Regions from separate parts of the Rattus norvegicus genome. Here region 1 is linked to region 2. The links are chromatin contacts, called in public Hi-C maps. All regions are on one chromosome and are shown on one strand. Each heading gives the region's core, a stretch centred on a gene start, on an enhancer-like site or on the middle of the called end of the contact. The rest is flanking DNA. Distances are from core to core; before and after follow the strand shown. Region 1 overlaps Focad (focadhesin). Region 2 has its middle 13 kb from the start of Mllt3.

What was found. Hi-C and Micro-C count contacts between places; a contact is called where the count stands out from the background.
Region 1: a contact with region 2 is called in a Hi-C map of the A7r5 cell line, with 2.9 times the contacts expected there. The contact joins two enhancer-like sites. A contact is called at or near these places in 8 of 12 Hi-C or Micro-C datasets (the A7r5 cell line, the Rat2 cell line, frontal cortex and 4 more) and 1 of 1 datasets of contacts at active chromatin or transcription factors (oligodendrocytes).

What each region holds. Positions count from the first base shown.
Region 1 is chr5:107,822,952-107,827,369 of GRCr8, reverse strand. All of the region lies in intron 19 of Focad (focadhesin), which reads right to left. Among named protein-coding and RNA genes, the nearest start is that of Hacd4, 140 kb to the left of the region's middle. Within about 2 kb of position 2,374, at least 6 of the 93 cell types and tissues checked have an H3K27ac peak or open chromatin away from gene starts, as enhancers often do. A contact at or near this core is called in the A7r5 cell line, where this site is marked.
Region 2 is chr5:107,572,472-107,576,795 of GRCr8, reverse strand. No RefSeq gene overlaps it. Among named protein-coding and RNA genes, the nearest start is that of Mllt3, 13 kb to the right of the region's middle. Within about 2 kb of position 1,380, at least 11 of the 93 cell types and tissues checked have an H3K27ac peak or open chromatin away from gene starts, as enhancers often do. A contact at or near this core is called in the A7r5 cell line, where this site is marked.

The DNA of each region.
Region 1 (4,418 bases), core at 1,125-3,624, 250 kb before region 2:
ACAAAGCACCGCACAGCTCAGGTATTCTTAGCTTTCATTCTCAGTTCTTGGAATTCATTCTTATTTCCTCATTTCTTCACATACCATCTACTGGTAATTCTTGTGCCTCCACCTTTAGAGTCCTTCTTTTACAATCATTTTCATGAAACCTTGCCTAGTTATTTGCCCTTCCTCAAATATCTAATACAAAAGCTGTATCTTTAGTCTCTTCTTTCCCATGATCACCCCGTAGCATTCTCTAGCCAGACGCTCAAGTTGCCCTTTACTTTCTTAATACCATCTAATAGCTTTCACTGTACATAAAATCAAACAAATAAAGAAAAACAAACAAAAGCAAACAAACAAAAACGGTACAGCCTCTGACCTCAAATAAGGAATCATTGGGGCTCTCCCTCTGACCTCATTTCTGCCATGTTCCCTTCTTGCCAAGTAAAAGATATCTTTCCAGATAGCCTAAAGAGCCCCTTCTGTTCTGAAATGTACACTTGCTGTGCTGTACGGGAGCACAAGACTTGCTGGCTGTCCTCCTGAAGCACGCTGTTTCTAGCTTTGCATGGAATGAGTCCTCCTGTCCTTTGGATGTTTTCAGAGAGACCTTTTAGAACCAAGCCGATCCTGTAGCAATGTTAGCACAAGTATTAAAAACTTGTAAGGAAAGGCTCATTTCTTACTTTCTTTGTTTATGCTCCTTCTAGCGAACCTCATGATCTTTGTTATTTGACACTGTATGTACTACAAAACAACATAAAAATGTAGGATCGGAAGACAAGATGTCAAAAAACAATGGTAAGACAGTGGGTTCATGTTTGAGTGTTATTTCCTCAAGGACCACTAGAGGCTGCCCAATACAGAAATAAAAACAAAACATTAAAGCTAAATAAATCACAGTGGAAAAACAAACAGGAAAAACTACTGCACATTCCTTCAGTATAAACAGGAAAATAAGGGACCACACAGCCATATCCAAATTTAACTAGAAATATTTTTACCTCACAGTCTCCTTTAAATGACCATGATTTAAAGTAAGTGCTCACTGGAACAATAATTAAGTTTTCTTCTATTTTTTCTATATAATCCCCAGGATACAACCAAACTTACCCATGCACAGAGAGGAGAGGGACTGGGGACATAGCTCAGTTGGTAAAGATGACAGCAGAGCATGAGGACATAAATTTGATCTCCAACACCTACATAAGAAGGCCAAGTGAGGCAGCACACACATGCCACTCCAGCAATGGTGAGTCAAAGACAGAGGATGCCTGCAACCTGCTGGTCAGACAGTCTACCTAAATGGCAAGGCCTAGATACAAGCGAAAATCTCCATCTCAAAAAAAGGAAGACAGCAATTGAAGAAGGCAACCAATGTCAATCTCTGGTGTATACACACACACACACACACACACACACACACACACACACACACAGATAGACATGCACATATATCACACACACAATGTCAATCTCTGGCCTATACACATGTACACACATACATAGACATGCACATACGACATGCATACACACATACAATATCAATCTCTAGTCTATACACATGCACAAAGATACACAGTCATGCTCATATAACACAAACAACGTCGAATGTGGTCTATACACACACATGCACATACACAGATGTCCATATAATATACACGCATTATCAACTGCTAGTCCATACACATGTATAGATGTGTACATGAACATATAATACATACATACAAAGTACTGACCTCTGGTCTCCACATATACATAAACATTCACATACAATACACAAACACACACACACACACACACAGAAAGAGAGAGAGAGAGAGAGAGAGAGAGAGAGAGGGATTGAGAGAGAGAGAGAACTGAGAACATCTATTGGGAACAGTTTCTATTGACTCCTCTACAATTACCCTCTACCATTCTCAATGCTGCTCTGCAGCCTCCAAAACTAAGCTTTAAGAAATGCATTAAGAGGTTGCTCATTTTGTCAACCAATGAAAGGCATTGGCAGAAGATCAAAGAGTGAAAACACAGTGAAGTCAGGGAACTTATTCCCTAGATACTGTCCAACAGGTTACTACAGGCTGCCTGCACCCTTATTCAGAGGGCTGTCTCCCCTCAGGCAGCTCTATCTGTGACATGCACGTCTTTCACCCTCCCCGCACAGGCCAAGGACCTTAGCTATTCTCGGATGATTCATTGTGTCTAATGAATTTCCATAAACTTCACAAACACAATTGTAAAGAATGACGTTATTAAACTTTCTTCAATTATTCCATTGAGCACGAAGCCCTTCTTTGTAATGACCTTCATGACTGTAACGTCTAAACAAAGGAATGCTATGAAATTGCAGGCTATGTACTCCAATTCCGGAACAATGTGGTATAGGTATGACTGCTCCAAGCTCAGCCTGAGTACAGACTCTGAAATGTGTGTGAGTCATGTGAGTGTGAAGACAGGAGCGCTTGGGTAAGAGAGGGTGATTTCATATTCTTAAGAAAGAACTGTGTTCTGACAAAAGGGATAAGCATATGTCAAGAGAAAATCTACTTACTTGCAAGTGCACTGTTCCAGCAACAGAAAGCTGTCTACTTATCTCGCTCTGTGCTCAATAAAAGCCTCTCCACTCCCTCCTGGAGATGTGAGGTAAGGAGAAGACGCAGGCACCTGAATGGAGAAGACACTACAGAGAACACCGTCTTGCCCAAGCAACTGAGCCAGTAACCAGCATTCTCCCCTCTCTCTGCAGGCTTGACCTTGGCCTCTTCCTTACATACAACCAGGTGAGAATTTAATAAAAGGATGAAAATCTATACAAAACAAGGTGAGCATGTTATCACTGCAGTTATATCTAATAGAAAATCATCCCACAACTGAAAAAAATAAATTTAGCATAAGGAACCAAGAATCTTAATTACACTGTCTGAAATGAAAGAAATAAAAATCTAAATCCAAACGTTCACAAACACAAAGTTTCTGGCAAAATCCAAACAGGACTATAGTGCAAACAATTTTAAGCTCCAACTTTAAAAGGACACCAGGACCAGGAAATTTGATGTCTTCTCCTCCATGGCCACCAGGTACACCCAGACACAATGCACCTATACACACCTAGGCAAAGCACCAACACAGGTAAAATTTTTAAAAATAGTTTAAGAAGAAGAGGAAGAAAAGGAGGATGAGGAAAAGGAGGGAAGGAGGAAGAAGACTGGAGGGAGAAAGAGAAAGAGGAGGAAGAGGAAGAGGAAGAGAAAGAAATAATTACCATGAAAGACAGGCCATGTTCTCTCTCTTTTCAGAGCAACTTCACCACCATCAGTAACTAGTGGCTACCAAGCATCATCCACCCAGGATCCTCCTAGTCTTTGTTGCCATGGCTGCAACCTATGCCCTTGTCTGCTTGTCCGCACTTCATTAATCAGAGAAAGTGAGCACAGAACAAATTAAAACACTGTCTATGGTGATGGTTTGCCAGACAGAGTTATACCTACAAAACCAACTTGACTCCAATTACCAGATTTCCAAAAAACAAACAACAAACAACAACGACTAAAAAGCACAGTTGGTAGAGTGCTGTAGCCATCAAGTATGAACACTAGCACAGAGCTAGCACAGAGGGACCAACCCTCAAAAGGTGTTCTCAGTAGCAACCTTTCCTTCCTCCCCAGGTAGTCACACCCTCCCACTGGCCAGAAGGCAGCAGAAATCAGCAAAGGACACAAAGTCATTTTAAAACCCCAAGTGAGCTATTGGGCATGGCTGTTTCAGGGTACTGGAGGATTTATAGAGCAAGGCGTTTTCCTACTCCTGCAGCAATTAACCCTGGAGAGACTCAAGGCTCCCGGAGAGCCATAAGATAGGAAGTGTGGAGAAGAAAGCAATGGTGAAGGAGTCTTTGAAGCTCATAAAGAAGAGAAGACATGAAAACATGGTAGCTTTGGCTATGCTCCACTGTTCAGTTTGCTCCAATGAAAGGAGGCAGAGACAGTCAGGACTTCTGTCTAAAAATGAACAATACATACTTGGCTAAATTTCCAGAGAAACTCTACTTGTCAGGAAATCAAGAAATAAACAGATATTAACACTATAGGTTACTATAATCACATATAACAATGACTATGTTGAAAAGCTATAACAACATTCATTTCTTTTATGAAACCTCATTTTCAAAACTTAAGTGTTTGCATGTATATATTTTCAAGGCAGAATTTGAACAAAAAAGCAAAATATTGGCTAACATTGACGAGCTTACGATCACAACGATCATCTATGGAATTTTTAAGGAATTTTTAATAACCAGAAGATGAATTTTAAATAATATGAAATTTTAATCACAGCCCATAATCCATATCTCAGCTATCACAATGGATCATCTATGAAATTTTTAAGGAATTTTTAATAGCAAGGAGATAAATTTTAAATAATATAAAATTTTA
Region 2 (4,324 bases), core at 131-2,630:
CCAGTTCTTTCACCTACATTCACTGTGCACACACAACTCTCTCTATACAACGCACTTAACAACTTCAGAACTACCTCAGCTCCTCACCTGTGTCAGGCTACTTGCATTCTCACCTTTGAACAATGCTTGTCCATTCATAATAGTAACCGAATTTAGACAGTGTACTCCTGACATATCAGATATGAAAAATAGAAGGGCTAATCTGAACTTGGTGTGGGGTGTATTATTGCACTAAGGCAAAGTTCGTTCCTCTAGCAAACTTTAAAGACTTATTTTGGCTTGAAAAGTATATATGCATGTGTGTGCCTACATGTGGGTATGTGCATGTGATTGCAGATGCCTGTGGAGATCAGAAGCATCGGATCCCCTCATAAATTGGAGTTAACAGCCAGCTGTGGGTGCTGGGAACTAAACTTGGGTCTTCTGCAAGAGTATTATATATTCTTAACTGCAGGGCCATTTCTCTAGCCCCTCTCTAGTAAAGATTTAGAGAGACTGGTTTACTGATTTATGCCTGCCTATGCATCCATGTGAGTAAAATCAGCTGTATTATGATAGGAAGGAACATATGCAGCAGGGCAAATTAATGTAAAATTCAATGTATTAATCAAAATAGAGAGCTGATCAGGCATAGCCCTTAGTAATCAAACTGTTCTTCCTCTGGAACTCCACGTAAGGATCGTGAAGTACGCTAAGGAGTATTCTCGCCTGTGTGGCCTGCTGTTGTCAGTCCTGACAGCATATTCCTCTTCAGTCTGCACTGTTGATTTGTTCTAAGCCACTTTGCTTATTCTAGAAATCCTCAGTGAACCCTTATTTTCAATTCTTTGGCTATGAGGCCAAGAATCCACAAACACCCAGCCCAGTCCCTGACTCCAAACTCATGTAATGTATTTGGAGGCAACAGAACTACCCAGCCTTATAGGACGCTGTATTCAGAGGTAACAGGAGTAGCTGGCCTCACAGGGTGCTGCTCAAGGTTTCAGCTGACTTGTTCGTTTGAGTCAGTTTCAAGTGCCAAGTTAGATCTTGTGACTGTTTTCCCCTTCAGAAGTAGGGGTCTCACATTTTTACATAAAACATCTCCAAATTCACATACTTGTGTTTCTGTTTTCTTTGTGGTTGACCCTAGGGCCTCACGCTTGCTTGCTAGACTACATCCTCAGCCCTTGTCCATGTCATTTTAAATCAATAACCTCCGAAATGTGTTCAAGTCAAATGGGATAAGTAGGTTGACACGTCCAGTGTGACTAAACCCTCACATCTAGTGGAGATTAAAGCTGGAGCCTTGTACACACTTGCGTCTGCTGCTGAGCGTACCCTGGCTCTGGGATCGCATCTCCTGTCCTCTGCCTCGGGTGTGGAATTTAATTCATGAGCAGACTGTGCACGCAGTCTAAGCAGCTGACTCATCCTCCTGCTACCCTGACTCCCCCGCCACGACATCCACAGTCTCAAATGGTGAAACCAAAAGAAACCTTTCCTTCCTCAAGCAGCTATTGTCAGGTATTTTCACATACCAGTTAGAAAAGTAAGTAGCGGGCTGGAAAGACAGCTCAGTGACTCCTCCAGAGGACCTGATCTAATTCTCCTTACCCACATGGCAGCTCACAACCACTGGTAACTCCAGTTCCAGTGGATCCAAGGCCCTCTCCTGGCTTCTTTCCAGAATGCTAGCAATAAACATTTATAAAGTCAAACACATACACATTAAATATTAAAATTAATTTTTAAAAGTTTTAAGGGTTTGGGGATTTAGCTCAGTGGTAGAGCGCTTGCTTAGCAAGCTCAAGGCCCTGGGTTCGGTCCTCAGCTCCGGAAAAAAAAAAATCAAAAGTTTTAAACTTTTATAGTAAAAAATAAAAGGAAAAGTAATTAATATACTCACTTCCTTGCCCTTTTCCTCTCACGCCTTGCTTCTGAGGCAAGGTCTTACTGTACAATCTGGATTGTCCTCAATTCCCCACCCTCACTGTGGAGATTGTTGTGAAAAGTTTTCCCCCTTCCCTCTTGAAAATGGCTTTTCAGTGAGTAGTAAATTTAGGTTGTCATGACTCAGAAAGGCTAGACTTTGCCCTAAGTTTCCTCTCTTTCTTTTTAAAAGATGTACGTGTATATGAGTATGTGGGACCCCTGTGTAGGCATTGCAGAGGCCTGGACAAAGTGTCGGATGTCCCCTGCCCCAGAGCTGGAGGTAGACTTCTTAGCCTCCTGATCTGGAGTTGGGAACTGAACTCTGGTTCTTTGAAAGAGCAGTGGTCTCTTCAGCCCTAGCTTTATTTCTGAAGAGAGAATTAAGACTTAGGAAATTATGCATATCCACAGAAGGAAAGCAAATAAACATAGAAACTGACATGTGGTTTTAAAAGATACTACTTTGGGGCTGGGCAGATGGCCTTGTGGGTAAAAGCACTTCCTGTGCAATAGTGAGATTCTGTGTGGGTTAGTGTTTGTCAACCTGATGCAGGCCGGGGCTCCTGGAAAGGGGCCCCATCACATTAGTCAGGATGAAAAGCTGTGGGGGTATTTTCTTCATCGGCGATTGATGTGGGAGGGCCCAGCCCAGTGTGGGTGTTAACCCCACTGTGCAGACTGAGTAAGCAGTGTGCCTCCATGGTCTCTTCTTCACTTCCTGCCTGGAGTTCCTGGCCTGACTTCACTAAAGGATGAACTGTGATGTAGCAGTGTAAGGCCAAATGTTTTCCTCCCTCAAGTCACTTTTGGTCTCTCTCTTGGTGTGTTCTTATACCAATAGAGTGCAACTGAGACAGGATCTGTGTTCAAACCCCAGAGCTCTCACTAAAACAATGGGCATGTGTGTAACACTAGCCCTGGGAGTGACATGGGGAAGGGTGTAGCAAAGGTGGTGGTTCTGGGGAGCATGCTACCAGTCAGCCTAGCTGAAGTTCAAGTAAAGGACTCTGTTTCAGGGCATTATGGTGGGAACCAATAAGGGAAGTCATGGGGGTGAAACACACACACACACACACACACACACACACACACACACACACACACACACATTAAAAAAATCAGAGTTTGGACTGGGATATAGTTAGTTCAGTGGTACAGAGCTTGTTTAAAAAAAGAGAGAGAAAAGAAAATAGAACTTTTACCTATTGTTAATGGTACTTTGCTGTCTTTATTTCTTAATATTCTCAACTTAATTGAAAATTATTTTGCATTCTAAGAGTACAGTTAGTGGCGGTTGAATGCTTCCAATGCTCTGTGGGTTTACTTTCTAGCATGTGTCACACACACACACACACACACACACACACACACACACACACACACGGCAAAAACAAGACCTGGCAACATTTTTCTATTTTCTATTTTTATAATAAAATAAGATGTCTAAAATTTGTTATTTTAAGAATGTCTGCTCCTAAACCCTGCCAGTTGGAGACAACCTCTCATGTCAAAGAGCTTCCTTTTTGAAGAACGGCTGGCTCGGAGTTGCTGTTGCTCTGCGCACTTGCCAAATGCTTCTTATACAGAAAAATTAAATCATTTTATCTTTGACACTGAGGAGTAGGTTAGTGGAGTTATATTTGAATCAATGCTTTCATCAGGAAACCAACCTGCTAAGATTGATTTACCATCATTTCTTTGCATTTTCACATATTAATATGTGAGCTCAGTGAACTCTTGACCCCAAACAAGTACAACGTAGTAAAGAAGTCTCAATGGTTACCTCTAGATCTTATCTGCCAAGGTTTCTACTCATAAAACACAAAGCAGCATTTGAAATGGCCAAAATGACCAATATGGTAAATCAATCTCTCTCTCTCTCCCTCTCTCTCTCTCTCTCTCTCTCTCTCTCTCTCTCTCTCACACACACACACACACACACATATGCACACATACACACAAACAGATTTTTAAAAAAGGAGAAAGGAGCCTGGGGTTAACGGCGAGTGCCAGAGCAAACGAGAATGTTCTGAGTCAGGAGCTGCAGTGATGACTCAGACGATGAGAGCACTGGCTGCTCTCCTGGAGAACTGGGTTCAGTTCCCAGCATCCACATGGTAGATCCCAACCATTGGAAACTCCATTTCCAGTAGATTCCACACCTCTAACCTGATTTATGTAATCCTCCATAGTCTGCCAGGAAGCTTGTCTCCTAGCTGATACTGAGCTGGTCAAAATGACAATCAATATGAATCATCACAATCACTATTCCCCGCTCAAGGGATGTACAATGAAAAGTATCAATTACTAAGTCTATTTTACTTGTTTTATGTTAACATTTGTCATGTATGCATGTGTTTGCACCCCGTGCATGCCTATTGGATCTCCTGGGACTGGAGTTAGGAATGGT